Regions from separate parts of the Capsicum annuum genome. Here region 1 is linked to region 2. Evidence: chromatin contacts called from public Hi-C data. All regions are on one chromosome and are shown on one strand. Each heading gives the region's core, a stretch centred on a gene start, on an enhancer-like site or on the middle of the called end of the contact. The rest is flanking DNA. Distances are from core to core; before and after follow the strand shown. Region 1 holds the start of LOC107843425 (cactin). Region 2 holds the start of LOC107843428 (CBL-interacting serine/threonine-protein kinase 14).

Evidence for each region. A called contact is a pair of places that touch in the nucleus more often than the background predicts.
Region 1: a contact with region 2 is called in a Hi-C map of bud, with 3 times the contacts expected there. The contact joins the promoter of LOC107843425 here to the promoter of LOC107843428 in region 2. A contact is called at or near these places in 3 of 5 Hi-C or Micro-C datasets (bud, leaf and placenta).

Annotation. Positions count from the first base shown.
Region 1 is chr10:183,901,366-183,908,275 of UCD10Xv1.1, forward strand. It overlaps LOC107843425 (cactin), which reads left to right and starts at 4,466. Exons shown (of 1, transcript XM_016687720.2): 1 at 4,466-6,910. The coding sequence starts at 4,802. The coding sequence ends at 6,826.
Region 2 is chr10:183,625,197-183,632,922 of UCD10Xv1.1, forward strand. LOC107843428 (CBL-interacting serine/threonine-protein kinase 14) reads left to right here and starts at 1,400. Exons shown (of 2, transcript XM_016687724.2): 1 at 1,400-2,936; 2 at 3,187-3,713. The coding sequence starts at 1,564. The coding sequence ends at 2,889. LOC124888159 (a long non-coding RNA gene) reads right to left here and starts at 1,523. Exons shown (of 2, transcript XR_007046272.1): 1 at 1,394-1,523. It overlaps LOC107843427 (prosaposin), which reads right to left. Exons shown (of 6, transcript XM_016687723.2): 4 at 7,422-7,619; 5 at 6,697-6,756; 6 at 5,866-6,217. The coding sequence ends at 6,056.

The DNA of each region.
Region 1 (6,910 bases), core at 3,216-5,715, 280 kb after region 2:
GCAAAGTGCTACACATATTTCATGATTCAAGTCCAAGCCCAAAAGGAAGAAGATTGAGCCCATATGGGTTGTGAGTAAATTTGGAAACTTTTTCTTATTTTCTTAGGAGAGAAGTTTTGGTATTATTTTTACATGTTTTCCTAGTCCTAGTAGGATTTTATTTATTATTTCCATAATAGTAGATCCTAATCCCATGCTATTTGGGATAGCTTTTTCCTAGTCATAGTTAGATTTGATAAAGGTAAATTTCAATCCCATGCTTTTGGGATAGTTTTTTTCTTATATATAGGGATGAATTTTATTATTTTCAATCAAACAATATTATTATTAATTAAAAGTTTCTCTTATTTACACCTTTGTGTGTGGCTACTTGAGATTTATCTTGCAACCCTATAAGAATGATTCTTTAGGAGGTAAGATTAATTCTTAATTTGATATCTTTGGTTTCTATTAAAGTTAATTAAAGAAGGTGATTAGTCTTATACTAATTATTGTCTTTAGTTTCTTTGAAATAGGGGTCTAGATCACTTTTGATCTAAGTTCTTGAATTGACTGTATTAATATCATAATTAGTTTTAATCTGCTAATTTTGAATACTAAGACCAAGTAGGGTTCTTAGCACTTAACCTCGAAATTGGGGATTTTATTCTCCAATTTTGCCTATCTTTAATTTTTTACCTTTAATCCTAGTATTTTCGCTTCCGCATTATTTTTTAGGTTATTAACGTAACTCGATTCTTATCAGCAGGATTTCTCACTGTTCCATCGTATTATATTTTGGGATTGATTATCATTATATGTTTTGGTATCCATTTGGTTATGTCCTGGTTAATGGCCTTTGGTTTAGCTTGGTCTGGTTGGACGGTTGGCTTGGTACGGTTGGACTCGGTTGGGTCGATCACGGTTGTGACCCTATCCCAAAGTCTTCATTAAAGCATTTACGCTATCTTGTTATATGCTCGAAATTCAGCCCATAAAAGACTGTATAAAGAGGTTGGGTTGGGTAACAGCGGGCGGTCCTCAGTCCTGGTTGGACTTGGGATGCCCATTACGTCTAGGCCCTGGTTCGGATCGTGACACTATATTGCTTCTATCAATTTTAATTCATTCAATTATTTAGTTGAATGCTAAAAAAGAATACCTGGCCGCCTAATATGTTGGATGTCCGCTGATTGATATAAAATCTCAAAGGCTAAAACAAAAAAATCTGTAAGCAAGAAAATTATAAGCTAAGTTAAATGATGAATAAACCATGAAATTGAAAACTGAAACAAAACTTTCGATGGAGAAAAAAATATATGATTAGCCTGAATTTTTTTTTTTATAAAAATTGAGAAAGCTACATAAAAACTTATTTTATTTGAGGTAGGTCTTTTAGCTAAATTTTTCTAGGTGCTAGTATATCTTATTTTTGGTGTTTTTTTTTTACCAAATCTATTTTAATTGGGAAAGGTGTTGTTGTTAAGATTTTGCCATAATTTTTGACGTGGAATTGTTGGTCCTATTTTAGTTAGGAAAGGTCTTTGTCAAATTTATTTGAACCTTAAAAAGTTAGCCGATTTTTTGTAAAGATTTTTATTTTTTATTATAATCAATATTTAATATTATAAAAATAATAAAAAAATAGTGAAAAGACGATTTTATCTAAAGCGGAGATTTTTAATGAATGACAAAAAATTCAAATAATATTTCTAAGGACCCTCACATTTTTAATATATTCCTAGTTTAACTGTACGTTCCTCGCACATGTAATGTTTAATTATTTAAAATTAAATGATTTTATCTGTTGCGAGGATTTTTAATGAAGTGCAAAAGTTTAAATCACTTTTCAAAGATTCTTTACACTTTAGCATAATAATGTAAACGGAAACATATATTTTAATGTGAGCATATGTATATTTTACCATCACAAGTTTCAAGTGGTTGATGAATTATCACCTTTTACATTTGTCATGTTGTAGCTCTTTCCCTTGTTGCTAGAGATTAAGAGAGACACATAAATTTGAACCATATTTGTAGTACGATTATTTTTCTCTTTTTTTTTTTCAATATGTAAAATCTTTCATTATTTTTAAAGTCAAATCTTTACAAAATTATTGATTACGTACTTAAAACTTTTAAAATTTTGGTACTTCTTAAATTTTTCTTGTTCTAACGCTTTTATATTTATTTCAAGATTTTTCAAATCTTTTTAAAATCAAATTTAGTTGATATATAATTCTTAAACTAATGAAAACATGTATTTAGTTGTCATTAATTCTGACGACTTTTAATAAGAAAAAGTTTTACCATAAATATATTTAATTAATTTTTAACTCTTAATCTATAATCTATATCTATAATATATTAAAAGTGTGAAATCCTTAAAAAAGTGATTTGAACTTTTTGTCCTTCATTAAAAGACTTTCTTTAGGCAAAATTGTCTTTTCATTATTTTTTAAATTTATTATTTAATTATTTTTTATTATATTAACTAGGTTTCCTAAAAATATATGAGACTCCCAAAATATATGATAGGATAATTAATTAATATTTTTCTTTCGACTAGACTTCCTAAAATATATGGGACTCCTAAAATATATAGTAGGAGAATTAATTAATATTTTACTTTCTACTGTTCAATTAGAAAAATACTCCTAAAATAGGACTATATTAAGAAAATACTTCTATAAATATTGAGATGTACGTTAAACTAGAGAACAAACCGGTTTGCCTATTGGGAGAATATGGTTGATTCTCATCTAACTTGATTCGATTGCATGTCTAGATTGGTGGATGCTTGATTTTCTTATCCTCAACCTCTCACTGTTTTTGTCAGCATAATATAATTTAACATGTGTGTGTATATATATATATACATATACATATATCTTCTTTGTTTTCATTTAAAATCATTCTTTAGGATCAAAATTTTCGCTCAGATAAGAATTAGTTGAATCAAAATCGAAGCTTTGTGATCACTAAGGTTAGATTTAATTGTATTATTTTGATATCTTTATTCTCTTATTGTTTTATTTTAATTTACAGATGCTAGATGGATATGGGTGAGCTTTGAATTATTTTTTTTAGGTAAATGTTAGGTTTAATTGTATTATCTTAATATCTCTATTAGTTTGTTAATTTGTGGTAGTTTACAATTGGTAGATGAATCTCGATCGGCTTTGAGAATTTTTTATGTGTAAAATTTAAGTTTAATTGTATTGTTTTGATATCACTTTTATTGTATTATTTTGTTGTAATTTACAAGTGATAGATAAATGTTGGTCGGCTTTGAGAATTTTTTTTTTAAATGTTAGGTTTAGTTGTATTATTTTGATATTTCTATTATCGTATTATTTTATTATTGTTTACAGGTGGTAGATGAGTGTCAGACGACTTTGAAAAAAAATTGTGTATAAAGATCAGATTTAATTGTATTATTTTGATGTCTTTATCATTGTATTATTTTGTTGCAATTTACAGATGGTAGATGAATGTCGATCGGCTTTTAAAAATATTTTTGATAAAAATTAGATTTAATAAATAAATTCTCCATTTTCACATACTCAAAAGATATTAAATTTAATTATTATATCCATCTTTATTATTTAAATAAATATACTATTTAGTGTAATGTTTGAACTCATTAAAGTGAGGTACACGCATAAAGCGCGTACACCTAAACTAGTATTAGTAAAACAGTAAAAAGACGATAATAAGAAAAGATTTTATCATAAATATATTTAAGTAATTTTTAACTCTTAAATATTAGAAAAATAGTGAAAAGACGATTTTGTCTAAAACAAAGATTTTTAATAAAGGAGAAAAATTTAAACGATATTTCTAAAACCCTTTACACTTTTAATATAGTATGGATATAGATAAATTAGATATAAATTATAATGTAGATTATGATATATTACTTATTTTCTATTGTGAGAAAAAAATAAGAAAATCAAGCAGAATATTATGTAATATATGGATAACCATGACTTGAAGTAATGGCCAAGTAATTTACTTGAGCTTCAAGTAGAAATAATAGTCAAGTATTTACTTGGGCCTCAAGAAGTGCTACCGCTTGTAGTCTTCCACGTAATATTGTATGTGTAGTGTGCCATTTATTTTTGACGATTTTTTTTTTTTTTTTAAGTTTTTTACTCAATGTTTGGGTAGGAAGTGAGCTACATGTAGGATTGGGGTCATTCAAACCCTCTTTGATAAAAAATTATAATATATATATGATTAAAATTATTTTTTATGTATATTTACTAGATGTCGAATCATCTTCAATTAGTTTGTATGTTCACTTGTGAACTCTTTGGTGAAAAATCATGGCTCCCCCACTATGTTTGAATATTCATATTGAAGCACTGATTAATTCAAAACACACGCACTGTAGAACTCATTTTTGGATTTTCTTTATATATCAGAGTTTGAATTCGAAATCGCTAATTAAGAATAGAACAATCCGCTCATCATATTGAAAAATATATATATATATATATATAGACCTTTGCCCACTTTGTAATATACAGACCGAAGATAGTTAATAAAGAAAATAACACTTCTTATTTTGGTTGCCCTTTTGGTACTTTAGTTTTTAGTCTTTAATTATTTAATACAGAAATGATTCATTGATTTGAGCTTATAAATAAAATATTTTTCTTCGAATTTAAATTCCAAATACAATTTGTAAGAATTTATGGGCCTATGATATCAGTATACTCGTACCTTTTTGCCCTTTACAAAAGCCCACATCTATTTTCATCGCCAATCGGATCATCGGATATCTCACAGCAATTCCGCCGCCACCGCCATCGCAATGGGTTCCGGCAACCGTAGCAGTAAGGGTAAGTCGGCGTCCAAATCCGGCAAATGCCGACGCCGATCTTCCGATGAATCCGCCTCAGACTCCGATTCAGTTTCTTGCACTGATTCCGGATCCGACTCGTCTCCGCCGACAAGCAGCCGTAGCCGTAGCCTTAGCCGCCGTTCAAGCGGAAGCAAAAGTCGAAGACCTAGAAATTACTCCGAGGAAGAGAGTAGTAGTTCCGACGAGCGAAATAAGAAGAAGAAGAAGAAAATTACTGAAGAAGAAATTGCTTTATACATGGCGAAGAAAGCACAGAAGAAAGCAGCGAAAGTAGCAAAGAAGTTGAAAACGCAGAAAGTTTCAGGTTACTCAAACGATTCAAATCCATTCGGAGATTCAAATTTAAATGAAAATTTCGTATGGCGGAAGAAAATCGAACGCGATGTTACTCGCGGCGTGCCGCTGGATACATTCTCAATGAAGGCAGAGAAACAACGGCAACGAGAACGTATGGCGGAAATCGAAAAGGTGAAAAAACGGAGAGAAGAAAGAGCGATTGAAAAAGCACAAAGGGAAGAAGAATTACAAATGCTTGCTCGAGAACGAGCTCGGGCGGAGTTTCAGGATTGGGAAAAGAAGGAAGAGGAGTTTCATTTCGATCAGAGTAAAGTTCGTACTGAAATTCGGCTTCGTCAAGGTCGTGTTAAGCCTATTGATGTGCTTATTAAGCAATTAGAACCTTCTGGAGATTTCGACGTGGAGATTGATGAGCCTTATGTGGTGTTTAGGGGTTTAGGTATAAAGGAAATGAAGGAACTTCAGGAAGATATTAAATTGCATATTGATTTGGATAGGGAAACGCCGTTGCATATACAGTACTGGGAGGCGCTTTTGGTGGTTTGTAATTGGGAATTGGCGGAAGCTAGGAAGAGAGAAGCAATGGATAAAGCGCGAGTGCGTGGAGAGGAATTACCGCCTGAGTTGGCTGTGGAAGAGAGGGGTTTGCATTCGAGTATTGAGACGGATGTTAAGTCGTTGCTGCAGGGGAAAGGTTATGGTGAGTTGGAAGCATTGCAGTCGCAAATTGAGTCGCAGATGCGGTCTGGTACTGCTAAAGTGGTGGAGTATTGGGAAGCTATTCTTAAACGGCTTCAGATTTACAAGGCGAAGGCTTGTTTGAGGGAAATTCATGCGAAAATGTTGCGTAAACATCTTGAGCATCTTGAGAAACCATTGGAGAGTCGTGATGTAGAGGTGGAAGAGACATTGAAGACTGATGAGGAAGACGTGGATCGTGAGCTAAATGATGCTCAAGCCATGTCTCCGGAACCTTTCTTGAATGAGGAGGTGAAGGAGAACGAGGTGGAGGAGGCGGAGGAAGATGATGATGATGAAGATGTGGGTTCTTATTCGCCTGTGTTAATGCACGGGGATGATAAAGAAGAAGCAGTTGATCCTGAAGAGGACAGGGCAATACTCGAGAGGAAACGTATGGCTGTTTTGGAAGAGAGACGTGCCCAAGATAAGATTTTGCCACCAACTCCTGCGGAAGACAACTTTGAGAAGAAAGCTTTCAAGACTATGGGAGCAATGGAGGAAGGGGATGCAGTGTTTGGATCAAACGACGAAATTAATCTTGATTCACAGGTGTACTGGTGGCACGACAAGTATAGGCCAAGGAAGCCGAAGTATTTCAATCGTGTTCATACTGGTTATGAATGGAACAAGTATAATCAAACTCATTATGATCATGACAATCCACCTCCAAAGATTGTGCAGGGATACAAATTCAATATCTTTTATCCTGATCTTGTTGACAAAGCAAGAGCTCCAACTTATGTCATAGAGAAGGATGGAGATAGTGCTGATACTTGCATCATAAAATTCCATGCTGGCCCTCCTTATGAGGATATAGCTTTCCGAATTGTTAACAGAGAATGGGAGTACTCTCATAAAAAGGGGTTCAAGTGCATATTCGACCGAGGGATTCTGCATTTGTACTTTAACTTCAAACGTTACAGATACCGTCGTTGAAGAGGTTTCCGAAGCACATGGTTTGTTGCAAAGTTCAGCATTTTATTATTTTCTTGTTTATGTATTTGCTACGCCAAGCTTGTA
Region 2 (7,726 bases), core at 150-2,649:
TAATAATCATAAAAAGTAGTATTAGCTTTTGTGACAAGTTCATTAAAAAAGTTATTCTACTTATAATACTAAAGGAATTAAATAAAAATATATAAATATTTGATTAAAATAAATAATGTATAATATAAGAAGATATTGTAAATATCTATGTTAAAATAAATATTATCAAAGTAAAAGAAGGAAGTGTGCTTATTACTTAAAATAAAAAACCAAGTTTGATTTTTAAAATAAAGTTGAGGGTGAAAAATATTTTCACACCAGACATTTATCACAAAGTAGTACAATAGCTATTAAGTCCCTCTATTTATTACATTTATTTAGAACTTTCTAGTTTAATCATTTCTGTTAACACCTCATGATCGATGTGATAAGCAATTAATTTGTGTTTGTTAGATCTGCAGTTGGCAGAACATCGTCTTTTAACTTGTCTTTATTTTTTGTTCCAACTAAAATAAAATGAGTAACGTGGGTAATTTGAACACGTCGGTACCCATTGCCCATTCTCGCCTACCTATAATTTTTCTCCTCCAATCCTTTTTTTAACAAAAAAAGTATCAAACCTTTCCGCGTTGACCCATCAAATTAATACTTTCTTTGTACATTTTTACATTTTAATGTATTAAAATTTTTGCCAAATCTATTATATATCAGCATTATCTAATAATTTTGTCAAAAGTTTATTTTCACAATTTAAATTTATGATCTTTTTATCCATTTCTATTTATCCGGCATATAAAAAATAATTGTATAACTTTATTTATCAAATTTTAGAAAACATGAGATAATTTATTATTTTATATTTATTTTATTTATGTGGTTAACCAATATTCAGTTCTAATTTTTAAATTATTTATAATTAACAAAGGCAATATAATAAATAATTCTTTTACTCCCTCCGTTTCATAATAAATGAATTGTTGAATTTTGACACACATATTAAGGAAAAAACATTATAGACATAAATTTAACATAACTTTTCATTTTTATCTCAAAAAAAGAAAGAATTGGCCTTGTAATACCTTTTCAAAAGTTAATTGGTACTCAAATCATAAGGGTAAATTTGAAAAAAAATTCAATGATTCACTTATTTTGAAATATCAATAAATATTCCAACAATTCACTTATTTCGAAACGGAGGGAGTATTTACTAAGTGAGTATTATTTTTTGAGAAGTATGTCAAATTAAATATGAAGCAAGTAATGATTATATAGAATTACAACTCTCCCCCAATTTATGTTACCAATTAAAATATAGAAATTTAAACTTCTGAATTTTAATAATGAATTCTGACAAAAAAAACTTTAATAGTGACTTCATAAATAAAAACTTAAAAGTATTTTATACAAAAAAAAATGTAGAAATTGAGGGCATCAAAATTCACACTATACGTACCTTCCTGGACCAATCCCCATTTAGAATCTTCTCTCTTCTTGCGTAATAGCTGCTATTACGATTCTTCTGGAAATCATTCAAATTGAAGCTTTATGCTTCTTCATATTTCTCGTCATACACCAATTTGATGCAAAACGAAGAAAAACATCCCGAGGAATTTGCTACTAGTAATGCCAGAGATCTTACGTAGCGAAAGCAGTTCATCATCATCCGCCACCATAACCACCGCCGGAACCTCCGCCGGATCTACTACCGGAGATTTTAAGCTGAACCTTTTCGGTAAATATGAAGTCGGAAAACTCCTCGGATGCGGCGCATTTGCGAAGGTTTATCATGCTAGGGACATTAGAACGAGACAAAGCGTCGCCATCAAAACGATAAGCAAGCAGAAGGTATTGAAAGGTGGATTTACGGAGCATGTTAAGAGAGAGATTTCTATTATGCGCAGGTTGCGTCATCCTCATATCGTGCGCCTTCATGAAGTTCTTGCAACGAAGACGAAGATCTATTACGTTATGGAATTTGCGAAAGGTGGAGAGCTGTTCACTAAGGTAACCAAAGGTAGATTTAGCGAAGATCTCAGCCGTCGATATTTTCAACAATTGATCTCCGCCGTTGATTATTGTCATTCTCGTGGTGTATATCACCGTGATCTGAAACTGGAGAATCTGCTGTTAGATGAAAATTGGGATCTCAAGGTTACCGATTTCGGGTTGAGTGCAGTAACAGATCAGATCCGACCCGATGGATCTCTCCATACGCTTTGTGGTACTCCAGCTTACGTTGCTCCTGAAATCCTCGAGAAGAAGGGATACAGTGGAGCTAAAGTCGATTTATGGTCCTGCGGGATCATACTTTTTGTGCTGAATGCAGGTTATTTACCATTTACCGATTCAAATTTAATGACGATGTACAGGAAGATTTACAAAGGCGAGTTTCGTTGCCCTAAATGGACCTCACTCGGATTGAAAATGTTGCTGACTCGTCTCCTTGACACGAATCCTGAGACTCGAATATCCATTGAAGAGATTAGAAATGATCCGTGGTTTAAGAAGGGTTACAAAGAGGTGAAATCGCATCTAGGTGATGAATTTGAGCTAAAAAATGGATCGGATGTAAATCGCGATGGCAAATTTCTCAACGCGTTTCATATTATCTCATTATCCTCAGGTGTTAATCTGTCTGGATTGTTGAAGTGTTTAGGAGGTAAAGACACTGTGGATGTTGAGAGATTTGTTTCAGCAGCGTCACCAGAGAGAATAACGCAGAGGATTGAAGAGGTGGCGAAGGCGGAAGGGATGAGAGTTACTGGAAAAAATGGCGCAGACGTGAGAGTTGAAGGGCGAAATGGGAAATTTGTTTTAGTAACGGAGATCAACCAGTTAACGGAGAAAGTGGTGATTGTAGAAGTTAAAAGAAATGAGATTGGTGTTGGACCTGATAGAGAAATATGGAAACAGAAATTTAAGCCAGAGTTAAGTGAATTCTTTTTATGAACGGAACAGTATAGGATGGGCTGGACAGGTTCCCGGTAGCTAAAGAGGTAAATTTCACCTCTCTCGATGGCCCAAATGTTATTATAGCGTTCTCTATTATAGAATTCGGACTGGGTGCTATTTGTTATTTTTGATAGCACAGGAAAAAGAGATTTCGAAATCTCTTGACTTCAGCTAGGAGCATAAGCTAACTGATGCTTTGTTTAGGGACAGGAGTCACTCTTTTGTTCTCTAATTTGCCTGCATTCTCTCGGTATTTAGGGAACGCCCCCTGCTAAAGAGATTTCTATGTGGCAGGAATGAGTTCATTACGTTGGAATTAGCTGCTCGACTGACTAGAGCTTAAAAGGAGAAAGGGATATGGCTCTAGTTGTTGAATACCCTGAGAAATGTCTACGCACGTAATTGCGGCAGGAGTTATTCCTTTGTTCTCGAGTTTGCCTGCATTCTCTATTGGCACAAAATGTGTTGATATTGCAAAAGGCACGATGAGTTATTTGAAGCTACTCGACCGACTAAAATTGAAAGGGAAAAAGGATATGACTGTTGTTGAGTACTTTGATGAATGTGTATCGAGACGATGATGATGATGTTCGGACTAGTTTCTGCACATATCGGAGCAAGAAGAGAAGAACTTACTACATTTTTGCAAATATGAATTCAACTACCAAGTCAGGTTTGGCAAAACCTGTTTTACACCTATTATTATGTGAAGAGTTATTAAGCATAATGTATACAATACATATCATAGTATTGTATTGTATTTTTGTACTCTCTGCAAACATAGTAAAAATACTGGGTTATGTATATAATTTTTCTTGGCCTGTTAACTCCAATTTGCTAATAATCTCATTTTTCAAAGTAAAATGATTATTGAGATCATGGATTTCAATAGGAATATTCTTTTCTGGATAGTTGGAAATAGGATGGAGAAGGATTTGCTTTTTTCCTATTTTAACTTTCTTATAGCCCGTTTGGCCAAACTTTTTTTCCTCAAAATAGTGCTTATCTTTTTTTTTTTTTTTTTAAGAAGTGCTTATTTTAAAAAATTGAAATGTTTGACCAAGCTTTTGGGAGAAAATAAGTGTTTTTAAGGAGTAGCAGAAACAGTTTTCATAAGCTAAAAAAGGTAGCTTCTTCCTAAAAACAATTTTAAAAAAAGAACTTTTGAGAAAAATAACTTAAAAGCACTTTTAAAAGTTTGGTCAAATACTAATTGTTGCTTAAAAGTACTTTTTTTAATTTATTGGCCAAACACAAACTGCTTAAGTACTTTTTTAAGAAACACTTCTCAAAATAAGTTGATTTTGTAAGTTTGGCCAAACAGGATATTAATGATAAGTGAAAGTTGCTATGAAATTGTTTGGTTTTATGTGAGAGTGTAGGATAGTTATTGTGTGATATCTACTCAATACTTGATGTAGAGGCGTATAATATCTTCTCGGCTCTTTCCTTCATAACGTTGTAAGGAAGATATAAGTGAGTGTTGTGAAGAATGTGGTCAGAAATTCACGTTAGAATCTAATATTATGAGTTTGCAGTGTCAAAAGAAGTGTTTTGTATCACTACTATTCGACTCAACCTATCTAAAAAAGTTCAGATTTTTCAAATTATTTGTCAGTGGAAAAATGCAGAAAACCTCCTAAAAGTATATTAATTTGAACCGACATAACCAAAATTTAGTTTGAATTTGAAAGATCTTTCTTTATTTTTATATCAAGAACAAAATAGATTGAACTTAGAAATAAAAATAACTAAATTTGTAATTTTCATGTCAACTAAATCGGGAGATCTAAGAAAATTTTATCTAGAGACAATGAATTATGAGATTCATAACCAAATTTTGTACCTAGATTCTACACTTGAGCCAAGGGTCTTTCGGAAGCAACCTCTCTACCTCTCTGAAGTAGTAATAATGTATGCGTATGCTCTACCCTCCTCAGACCTCATTTGTGGGACTGGTATGTTGTTGAAGTATAACCAAATGTGTCGCATTCAACTTGCAATTTGAATTGAGGTGGATCCTTGGGGTTAGTTCTCCTTTCTAGGATATGTGATTTGATTGTCCCAAACGCATATAATGAAATCGAATACTATAATCAGAAAATGATTTTACAAAAACCTCCTTCGTTTTATTTATCGAACTACAACTTGCATTATATTTTACTAATATTCTGCCAACCCCCACCCACCCACCCCACCCCCAAACCCCCAACTCCCCTCAGAAAAAAAAAAGTAACTAACAATTTGTTCCCAAGAGTTTATCGCATCCCGTAACAAATAGAATAAGTAGAAAGCCAGCATGAGTTGAAATCTTGCAGGGAACATCTCCACCAACTGGCCCAGTACGCATCAAACATTTGAAATTTAAATAAAATAATCTTTAGTTGTGGAGTATAAAAATCGGAACAAGTATGAATGTCTTAAAGTACTTTCACCAAATTAGATTTATGTTTTGATACGAAATATTTAATCAGAACAGTTCTTTATTTTTCGAAGTTTGACGTGTCTAAAATTTACAAAAAGGTTGATGCTTAAATCCAACATTCTTCATTAGAAAATTACGAGGGTTTTCTTTTTAAGAACCTCAGGAAAATCTCCAGCCGGTGTGTCTCACTTGCTCATTGAGTAAATCCTCTCCTATGCAATAACTCGTAACCTTTACAAGAGATGTAAATCACACTAGGCAAACCCGATGCTACGAGTTCGACTGAGAAGAAGTTGGCAAGGAAATCGATCCCTCACCTACTGCACCATCTCAGCCATCTTTTCTGCTGACAACAGCTTTTTTGACAACATGGAGACATTGTAACGTTCTATCCCCTTCTCTTGAAAGAGAGCAAGTACATAATCAATCAATTTGGGGCCAAAAAGTTACCTTAATTGACTCAACTTGACTAAGCAAACAGTATTAAACATCTCATAACTTCTTGCATTCAGATTTTTCAACCAAATACAATCCAATCAAAGTGCCCATAGCAATCAAGAATGTCGTATCTTTTATTTATCGAGCTTTTCCCATAAACATCATTGTATATAAACAAGAGATGAAGTTTGCACTTCAATTTACACATTATACACAAATGAGGCACAAACTGAAAGACGATAATCCAATTGTTTGTATACATACAACACATACCAAGCAAGCTCAACAGCCTATCTCCACTTAAGAGGCAGAATGCAGTGAACTTTGTGTCTTTGGCAATGCTTCCTCTATACCAACAGCAGGCTGACAGACATGCAAAATAGTACACACATCATTTTTCTCCAGAAAATGCTCTGCGTTAATGAGGATCACTGGTGCATATTCAAAGACCATTTTCTTGCACTGCAGAAATTCACGAGGCACAAACAGAAAGTCATTGAGACAAGAGGAAGAAAAGAAACATTAGTACAGCTAGCGAAAACCCTTGTATACTTCGACATACTAATCAAGTACTTAAATAGTTTTCTATATTGCAATCACTTTTAGAGAGCAATTAACACTTGTGATCAAGTATTACATGTCTAAAAAGTAAAGTAAAATAAAATGGATCACTAGAAATCTTTTGCAAACTAGCTCCTTAATTAGGAAGAAACATTAATTGTCATCAAGCATTTCATTTCTTCTGAGAGTTTAGGATTGTGAGTTGACACATCGGATTGCAGAAGTTATTTAAGTACACCAAAAGGTCCAAAACAAGTACAATAGCTGTTTAGAACTTACAACAATAGAGCTATCAGAGATAGAATTTGAGAAGCATGAAGCCATGAACAGGCATTAAGGTACAGTAATGACAATAAGATTAGTTTCGGAGGGTAATTTACCTTATTAGCATATTTCTCAACAGATCCACATGCCTTCAGGAGCAACTCAAGTATGTCTAACTGTAAGTATAAGAGAAGCAAATGAGTTTACTCAAGAAATTCGAAGTGAAAATATTGTGTCACATAACCAACACATATTATCACTTGCCAAATTTACTTAAAAAAAAATAAGGTAAACAAACAACTACTTACTGTCTGCATACACATCTATGGGTTAATGACATTTTTTATAAGGAACGTAAATGAAATGAAATGTCCGACCTTCCAAATTCGAACCAGTAACTATAAATGACATTTTGAGGTATAACAAGTTATATAGTCATTTCAGTTACCAACAGAGCTCAAAAAAATATCTCCAGGGGACCCAAGGGCATAGTATAGCAATCTATGAGGTGGAATGAAAATCTAAGAAATCGGGATTCAGATCCTAGTAGAGGCAAAATCCATAGGAGATTTCATTCTGTCTGCCTATGTTTTGTGGGCTAAGTTAGTTGGTACATGTGCTAGTAAGAGGTAGTAGGTACCCTGTGGGATAGTCGAGGTGCGTGAAAGCTGAACTAGAGTTCAAGACGCTGCCACAACATAGATAGACACACACGCGCACGCTCTCATTTGTCTACGCTTAATATTCTATATGAATAGCTTGCAACTAAAAAGAAATGCTAAACATTTTTCTTTTTCTCTAGAGTTTAGCATAAAATGTATATATGGAAAAACAAGAGCACCTGAGTGTCAGGATCTTTCAATTTCGATAGTGTCTCTTCAACCACTTGATGGCACAAGTCACAGCCATTCTTGGAGAACTGTTGAGAGATGGAAACCACTTTTTGACAAAGGTGAATCTTTTGGCAAATGTCGTCAGGTTTTATATTGGAGATCTCTAAGAAGAAGAGAGGAACATATTGATTCACCGTGGCAGCGCACTGCAAGCAAAAGATTTTAAGAAGTCACTTGAAAATTAGTATAGCTAAAGCCTTGCTTGAGGCACACTTAAAACATTAAAGCTAGTGCAATACAGGCCAAGCACTTC